3 separate regions of the Pan troglodytes genome follow, and all the other regions are linked to region 3. Evidence: chromatin contacts called from public Hi-C and HiChIP or PLAC-seq data. All regions are on one chromosome and are shown on one strand. Each heading gives the region's core, a stretch centred on a gene start, on an enhancer-like site or on the middle of the called end of the contact. The rest is flanking DNA. Distances are from core to core; before and after follow the strand shown.

Region 1 (3,010 bases), core at 344-2,843, 400 kb after region 3:
TGAATCTTTCGCCTTATAACTGTTTTGACAGTGGCAAACGAGTTGATTTCCTTCTTCATTCTCCTCTTTTTGGTTAAGCTTCTAAGATACGTTACTGAAAAGGAATTAGAAGAAATTAAACTAAACCTAGATTTCAATATTCAATATGAAAGATAGAGTGGTTATAAATCTGGACCAAAGCCTATTGCTACTGTAGTTAAGAGACTAATCTCTCTCTGCGAAGATCCTTGAGAATCATTTATAGAAGAGCCTTTTGAGATGCTTTGAAACATCAGAAGGAAACTCATCCAAAAATGAGTTGGCTCAGGAGTGCCAATTAGTCCTGCATTTGATCTGTAGCAGATGACAGGCATTTCAGCCTGAAGAGCTACACACAGACCGCTGGGGGTAAGCCCTCTTCCCATCCGGAAAGTTGCCTAAGCCCCACTGAAAGGGCTGATGTTGAGTTCCAGGTTCTGCCTCCTTTGACCAAAACTCACTGAAGGACAATTCCTTAACTCTTAAAGATCCTGTGAGGGTAAGCATAGTTATGAAGAAGACAAAAGGCAGGTCCAACAATACAGCCTTTTGGGCAGCTGGCCAGGAATTTAAAAGCTGCGATTTAAATAACTAAACAAAATTCTCCTGGGAGACCAGGAAGCTTAGAAAATACCCGGTCTCACTCTCCATTGACAAAACAGCAAATGTAGACCATGCCATTCCAAGTAAGGCAATTCCAGTCACTTCTGGGTTTTATTTATTTTTAATGTATTAATCTGGGTTTGTCCAGACAGCTGCCTTAGCCCCCAGTTTTGAATTTAAAAATCTACCCATGGATCCTCCAATCCACAACGACTCGATCCTGAATACCTCAAGGAGAAAAGACACGTACAGTCACCATAATTTTTATCCTTTATCTTAAAGAACTTATATTGGTGGATGAATTAGATGACAAATTTGAATAATATATTACTAATTATTATTAATTATTAATATACTATTCACTATATATTATTCAATTATACATCTTTTATCTATTTCTATATATGTACACATATGCATATGTGTGTATTATTTTCTCGACAGTGGGTGTTTTTAGCTTTCATGGACAGTGATTTCCTTTCAGAAGTAGAAAATGCATATTTGGGATTTTCAGGTGGGGAATGCAATGTTCTGTCTCCAAAGCTGGTCCCTAGAGACAGGGAACCCCCCCACCCCCCAACAGGCCCTCCCTAACAAGAAAATGGCCTCCCACTGAATATAATTTGCAGAGAAGCAGCTAAGCCTGAGCAGCAGGTACAGAGTGGTTCCCAGGCTGCTGCTGCTGTTGCTGATTAAAAAAAAAAAAAAAAAAAAAAAACCAAACCATGCCTCTGCACAGATGTGTGACAGCTTTGGAAAGGAGTGCAGCTCCTGCCCACCTGCTGTGCTCCATTTCAGAACGGGGCTTTCATTTAAAAGACAAAGCCTGGTTAGCTTTTTACCTGTGAACCTTATTGCATCAATTGCCACCCAGATTGCAAGTGTTTTGGTTGCGGGGAGAGAGGAGCCAGGAGAGGCCTCTCCCTTCCCTTCAATGAGGAGAGCTCACCGCTTCAGAATGGCAGGGCAGTCACAGCCCAAGGGCACTTTCTTAAACTGCTCAGCACCCCAGGCTCATAAACAAAAGCCTCTCTGCTAAAGCACACAGAGAGGAAGCGAAGCCATCATCCCTGCATTTGGCTCTGAGACAAATGACTCAATAAGGGACTCAAGCTATTAGAAAATCACTTGGGCTTAAATGAAAATTCAAATGAGAGAAATGAGGCCGAGATGTTAAAAATGGGTTTTAAAATGAAAAAAAAAAAACAACTGGGGACCGAGAGAATGAAATAACAGACACAAAGCCCTAAGAGAAACCATATCAAACTGAGGACTGTAGAAATTTGGAGTCGCTGTCCTGGGCATGGTGATATTCATGTTACAGAACCAATCCGGCATCCACTCGCCCGGTGCAATGAAACCAGGCGCTCACACTGAGGTTTCTGCCGTGATAGGAAGGCATTTACTGTAGGGCATCAAGCAAGGAGAATCAGGGCAGCTCAGGCTTATAGACCCAAACTCCCTAACTGCTTGCAGGTAAGGGTTTTTAAAGGAGGGGTAAATTTCAGGAGAGCTGACACTATTGGCAAAATGATCAATCAACACATTAAAGTTACGCGTTGGTTTTGGACTAAAAGTGCGGATATCTTGAAGCACCGGCTTGCAAGGCAGAGGTAGATTTAAAGATCTTCTGATTTGCAATTGATTAAGGAAGAGAAGCTTTGTTTAAAAATTGTGGGTCAGTAGAAAAATGTTAGGGTAGTGACTGTCTCCAAGCCTCTTAGGAAGAACCTTAGAACAAAGAGCCATAGTTAAAGTTTAGTCTTCACTTCCCCCTCATCTGGGGTCTAAGTGCCAGTGGATCAGTCCTGTGGGGGTCCCAGCCTCTGAAAGACAACTCGGGGACATATGTTAAGATGTTATCTTTAATTTCCATAGGGAGAGCAAACATCTCTGGGACTCTAACTTCTTTAGCTATTGTTTTAGGCTACTTTTACCTTCTTGTTTAACAGGTTACTTATTTACTTCTCAGGGCTAGCTAGGTGCCTGGAATTTCCCGGGAAGGAACTCAGGATTTTCCTTTATTTCCATGCTTGGGGTCTGTAGGCCCCTAAAAGAGGGGGTCCCTCCTCTGTCTCACCCAGAGGTTTACAGGGATTGATTGGGTGATACAATTTGCTGGAGAGGGTCAGAGAAAAGCAAGATTATACTCAAAACAGTTGTATCACCACCTTAGTTATTCTTCTCTCTCGTATAAATTATGAACATAGACTGCATTTCCCTGCCTCTAATCCGTCTCTCTCCTCTCTTTTCTTCCTTCTCTCCTACCTTCCTGCCTTCCATCTACTCACTCATAATCCATTCAAAAATATTATTGAGCATCTACTACATATCAGGCATTTTTCTAGACCCTGGAGAAACAGTATTGATTGAAACTCATGGAGCTTAC
Region 2 (2,822 bases), core at 15-2,514, 320 kb before region 3:
CTGCTCCCCAACTCCCCCATCCAATGCCTGACAAAATCCCAAAGTCTGCAATATTAGCTGTAGCCTTAACATAATCATTAACAACTTAACATACTAAACAACTAAACATAATCATTAAAATAAAGTGAAAGAGAATTCTAGATCCAGGGTTACAGCCTTTGATATCTGAACCCACACTAAACTTCAAAATTAGATTTGCCTTGCAAAGGAGCTGAAGAAATCACTTTCTCCACTCTTAGCCCATCTATCTTTTTTTAGCCTATCTGATGCAGCCTACCTGTCCTTTTTAGTAATGCTTGATACATGGGTAGCGCCTTGATTTCAAAGCACCTCCTCCTACACCTCTCATCTGACCTCAACGCTATCCTGCTTCTCAGATGAGAACTCCACAGGCCACAGGGTTGAGGGATCTGACAGACATCAGGAGGGGACAGCGACAGGAACAAGCAAGAGTGTCTGAGAAGGGCTCCTGTAGGTACCAAAGCTTCTCCACCTGTGGCCTCAGCTGTGGAGGGAATTCGTGGGGATGGAGATGGGGATGGGGGTGGGGGGATGAACTTAGATGGGAAAGAAAGGTTACAACTTCAGTTTCGCTCTCCTCCAACTAAAATTTACCATTTTTTTTGCACGATCAATGTAGCAAAGACCCACAGTAAGGAAGTACCTGTGACTATCAACAGAAATTAGACATCTCCACTTCACATCGCGGTTGCGGCAGATCTCTTGAAATACCATTTGTGCAGACCACAACGTCAACACTACAGTAGGAGTTACCGCTGCCGCTGGCCCCTGCGGTTTCAGCCCTTCATCAAGAAGCCAGTCTAGGACCCCCTCACAAGTGTGTTCTAATCCTTTAGGCCCTGTGTCTTTTAAATCACGTTTTCCGGGAAGGAGTACAAACTCTTCAGACTACCAAGCCCGCCATTTAATTGGGAACTTCAGAGGCCGGAGCCCTGGAGCCGGAGACCCTCCCCGACAGCACAAGGTCGCCCGCAGCCCGCGCGCCCCCACCCCCTCGACCTCTTGGAGGTGGGGATCCCCTCAGGGTTACCTGGGGGCCCCGTTAGGAACACGTGCCGGGCCATGCTGGTGGGCGGGGGTAGGGGTTGCGGTCAGGGGAGCAGTCCAGGTTGGGGTCGCAATTCAGGTCAGGTCCGGACCAGGGTCGCGACTCAGGACCCGCCCACCGCGTGTCGCAGGCCCCGCCCCCAAGCGGTGCTTCGACCGGAAGCACCGCCCTCAAGACCACGCATGCGCCTTCTCCCGAGTACCCGGTCCGCGCCTGCGCATTCAGCCCTCGGCATTTGCGCCTGTGCTGCGGCAGTTCCTATAGGCGGAGCGGGTTGTACGGTCTCTTAAGTTTCATTCTGGATTCAGGGCTTTTGTGGGGTATTTGCAGAGATAAGTGCGTGAGAACGTCAGTTATTAAACTATTGCTGCTTCAAGTCAGCGCCATCACCCAAGTTCTGCCCCTTGACTCCGGACCTAGGAGCTGAAATTGCCCAAGGCTGCCGGGACAGCCCTTTTGTAGAAGGTTTGTGACCTGGAAGCATTCCTCAAAGGGGGATGCCATGTTAATGACTCCAACTTTGTTCTCAAACATTCCTGCAGAATAGAATCAGCTGGGGAGTTTTAAACTTGCTCTGATGCCTGGGTTTCACCTGCAGTAATGGGGAGTGTCAGAAGACAAAATTACAAGTTTAGTTTAAAGATCTAATTGGCTTATATTTAGGATCTAGAATCGAGAAATAGATCATTCCATAAAGCAAATAGAGTGTTCCAGTGAGTTGTGCAGAGGAGGTTGGCTTTATGGGCAAAAAAAGGCTGAAGAACAAAACAAAGAGTGGGTATTTCAAAGTTACTTTCCTTATAGGGTTAAAACAGATTGGACTTCGTTATTGTACTGACTCAGGTTAACTAGAATCTCCTGTTTTTTGGGAAAACGGGCCTGTTTCAAAGTTCAGTTTGGTTACATGGCACTTGGCACAAGTGACTCCATTCTGGTTTGGTCTAGTCTGCTAGGACCTAGTGCAGGAGGTTAGTCCAAAACAATGGCCTCCCATAAGTCTTGTTTAACATGAGTAATTGGTCTTGAGCGAGTCTTGAGCACCTGTATTCTTTTTTCTTCTTTCTAAACTCCAGGAAGTTCCTGAAGTGCGCTAGGGTTGAGAACCACTGGTGTAGGCAGACTTCCCGTCCTCAGCCATGCATAGGACGCCCAGTTTTCCCTCTTTACTTTCACACCAAAGTGTATAAAGATCTCCTCTTGCAAAGAATTAAATAGCTTCTCCGTCTCACTTTACCACTGCAAGTGTTCCGGCCAACGAATGACGTGGCAGTGGCCTTGGGCCACATTTACCTGTAAACTCTTTCAGTCTAACATGTGTACAGCTTAATTTGTAGTCAGTTGTTCCCCATCCTGGCTGAGAAAGCAGTTCGGTGAGTGCTCAACTTAATTGGTTTCTGCCCACACATGGACCTCTTGGTTTCCCTTTAGCCTGAGACATATGCCAGTCCAATGATTATCTAAAAAAACAAAGTCGGATTTGTAAAATATAGCTGTCATCACCATCATTTCTGCAACATTTGTAATGCTCTATTATTATAACAGTATACTATTTATTATCCCAACTGTTAATGTAGGGCCTTCCACCTTGATTTATTTCGCAGTCCATATATGTTGAATACAATGAAAAGTTGATATAGTAAAGTAAATTCATAGGAGGAGCTTCCAAAAAAAAGGAAAAAAGTATATGTATCTCTTGTATCAAAAGTACTCGTTTTAAATGTTAATCAGGTAGCATTTTCCATCACTGAAAAGC
Region 3 (2,737 bases), core at 94-2,593:
CCACCACAGGCGCCTGCCACCACGCCCGGCTATTTTTTGTATTTTTAGTAGAGACTGGGTTTCACCGTGTTAGCCAGGAAGATCCTGATCTCCTGACCTTGTGATCCTCCCGCCTCAGCCTCCCAAAGTGCTGGGATTACAGGCTTGAGCCACCGCGCCCGGCTTCATAAATGTTTGTTAAATGAATACATGACAATCTTGTAAATGCTGATAATGGGGTGACAATTGGGAAACTCATCAAAACCTGGAGTGCTCAGGAATTGTATTATGTCACAGGATTGCTTCTTGACCTGTTTAGTTATACCTAATCCCACAGATTATACCTATAATTTAAAAAGATACGAAAGATTGTATAATGTGTACATGCTTCAGATCACAGAGAAATATAGTGTGGGAAGGACCGCCTCTATTTACCTTTTAACAGGGCTGTGTTCTAGGAAGTGTTTGTGATAGGGAAGTAGAGAGAACACTTTTTCTTCAGGAAGAAGTCTGACTCTAGAAGGGGAGAAACTGAAAGCCCCAATCCAGTCTCAGGGAACCCAGCTCAAAACTCTGACAAAAAAGCCTGCTCAGGAAATTCTACGGTGTGGCTGGAAGGTAAGTTAGAGGCTGCCTCCACCTGCTTTATTATTCCTGCGTATAGATGACTGTTGCTGTCCATTTAGGCAGAGTCAATTCCAGTCTAGCTTAAAAGATTCTTCTGAGACCCTTTAATCTTTCAGCATCTAATTCAAATGTCAAGCAATTTACAATAATAGTTTCAAATAATGCTTCCTCACAGGTGAGTCAACATTTCTAAGAAAGCAGAAAAGTTGGGTATAAAAAGTTCAATTCTTCCTCGTCAGAAAAAAGATGCAAGACATTTCTACCGTGGGCTGAGCGCTGCCTGGAGGGCAGGGAGGAAGGGGTGAGCGGACCGCGCTGGGATGTGGGTGCCTGGAACTGCCAATCTCTCCGTTTTCCCCCTGGCTCCTAAAGGTCTCTTAGCAGCATTTCCTGCACGCTGGCACCCCCTGTCCTCCTAACGTTTTACTGCCTGCGTGTTTCTCTGTGCTTCCCCACCCTCCGACCCACAGGGCCCGGGGCGCCCTCCGGGGGCCGGCACACAGCAGGGTCTCGCTTCCTCGCGCTGTCTTCTTCAGATGGGATCACTTCGACTTGCGGCCGTTTGGGCGTTCGCGGGGCCTCGGCGATTCTGTGGCGTCCTGGGCTGTGTATGTAGCCCCAACGGCCGAGGCTCACGGATCCGACCGCCCGGCCGCCGCGTCTGTCCCAAGTTGGGAGACGGGAGGGCCGGGTGGGGTCGCGCCTGCGCCAGGGGGCGGCTCAGAACCAGACTCGCGGTTTTTAACTTATTCCTCAGAGGGGCGAAAGCGAGTCCCGACAAGGACGGCGACGGCTCTCTAGAAGCCGGGGTCCAGGTAGGCTGCCCGGCCCTCGAGCTCGCCCAGCGCGGCTCATGATGCGCCCCGCAGCCCCCTCCCCAAGAAGGGCGTCCGGGCCCCTCCTGGACGCGCAGCTCCCGCGCGCCGCGGGGCCTGGGAACAGCGCACCGGCTGCGCCCGGAGCCGGGCGGACGGTGAGACTGACGGCGTCCGCGCCCAATCGTGGGGCGGGGCCGAGGGGGCCTGCAGGCAGCTACCAATGGGAGCCCGCAGAGCGGGCGGGGGGCGGTGCCGCTGGGCGGGCGGGCGGTGGCATCGGGAGCCGGCGCGGCAGACTGGGAGCCCGGGAGGAGCTGGCGGAGCGAGAGGAGGAGGAGGACGGAGGAGGAGCACCGCGCCCCCGCCGGCCGCCCGAGCGCAGGCCGAGAGCTCCAGCCGCAGCCGGCGGGTCCGGGCCGCCTCCGCCGGAGCCCGGCGCGGGGAGAGTCCGGGCCGATGGGCAGCCCGGGGCAACGGCGGGCGGCGAGGCGGCAGCCCGGGTACGCGCCGCCCGGGGCGCACAGGCTGTAGCAGGTCCCGGCGGACGGCGTTGCGAAGGTTCGTGTCGGGGAATCCGACGGGCAGCGTGGCGAGGGTCGGTTCGGGATGCCTGCGGCCAGGCGGGGACTGTCCCGAAGGGGAAGGGGATGCCCTTCGGGGCGCTTTGGGGGGCTGACGGCGGCGAGGGGTGCGAGGGGCGCGGCGCAGGGTCCGGCTTGTAGACGCAGATGCGCCCGCGCTCCCGATCCCCGGCTGGAAGAGGAGCCGCCGCCGCCTGTTCTCTCCAAGTTATCGATCGGCTGAAAGGTTATTCCCGTCTCGGCGACACAGGCACTGAGGAGGATCTCCTCCAGGTGCCCAGAACTCCGCTCTGACTAACGCTCTCTGGAAGGGCTCGCGGTTGCCCGACGCAGCTTCCCCGGCGCGCTTGGCCGGCTGACGCCGAACTTGCTGCGGGGCTCATTCCCCTTCTAGAGGGGGTGCGCCCGGAGCGCGCGCCCTCACCGGGACGGATCCCTCTTTGTAAGACCGTGAGCCTCCGGCGAGCGCTCTTCTCACTCGCCGCGACCTTTCTTCCCACTTTGCCAGCTCCTGGGCCTCTCCGGGTCTTCCCGTGTCAGTGAGGGTAGTTTGCCCACGTCCTGGGAATATCCCTAGGAACACCTACAGATTAATTTTCAGCCGTGCAGCAAACCCAAAGAATCAATTTCGGCTCATCATCTGCAAGAGAGAGCCGAGGCTTCTCGGAAAGAGAGAACAACTTGGCATTACCCCTGTGGGAGATATTTGTCATCATTAACCTGCTTGAGTTA

The links. Hi-C and Micro-C count contacts between places; a contact is called where the count stands out from the background. HiChIP or PLAC-seq counts read pairs in DNA pulled down with a chosen protein or histone mark.
Region 1: a contact with region 3 is called in a Hi-C map of stem cell-derived neural progenitor cells, with 3 times the contacts expected there. The contact joins the enhancer-like site here to the promoter of SIPA1L2 in region 3. A contact is called at or near these places in 1 of 7 Hi-C or Micro-C datasets (stem cell-derived neural progenitor cells) and 1 of 1 datasets of contacts at active chromatin or transcription factors (stem cell-derived excitatory neurons).
Region 2: a contact with region 3 is called in an H3K4me3 HiChIP or PLAC-seq map of stem cell-derived excitatory neurons, with 6 times the contacts expected there. The contact joins the promoter of NTPCR here to the promoter of SIPA1L2 in region 3. A contact is called at or near these places in 1 of 7 Hi-C or Micro-C datasets (stem cell-derived neural progenitor cells) and 1 of 1 datasets of contacts at active chromatin or transcription factors (stem cell-derived excitatory neurons).

What each region holds. Positions count from the first base shown.
Region 1 is chr1:16,955,553-16,958,562 of NHGRI_mPanTro3-v2.0_pri, forward strand. No RefSeq gene overlaps it. Among named protein-coding and RNA genes, the nearest start is that of SIPA1L2, 400 kb to the left of the region's middle. Within about 2 kb of position 1,594, at least 7 of the 24 cell types and tissues checked have an H3K27ac peak or open chromatin away from gene starts, as enhancers often do. A contact at or near this core is called in stem cell-derived neural progenitor cells, where this site is marked.
Region 2 is chr1:16,238,841-16,241,662 of NHGRI_mPanTro3-v2.0_pri, forward strand. NTPCR (nucleoside-triphosphatase, cancer-related) reads right to left here and starts at 1,265. Exons shown (of 5, transcript XM_016941086.3): 1 at 1,052-1,265. The coding sequence starts at 1,085.
Region 3 is chr1:16,557,642-16,560,378 of NHGRI_mPanTro3-v2.0_pri, forward strand. It overlaps SIPA1L2 (signal induced proliferation associated 1 like 2), which reads left to right and starts at 1,344. Exons shown (of 21, transcript XM_063790534.1): 1 at 1,344-1,421.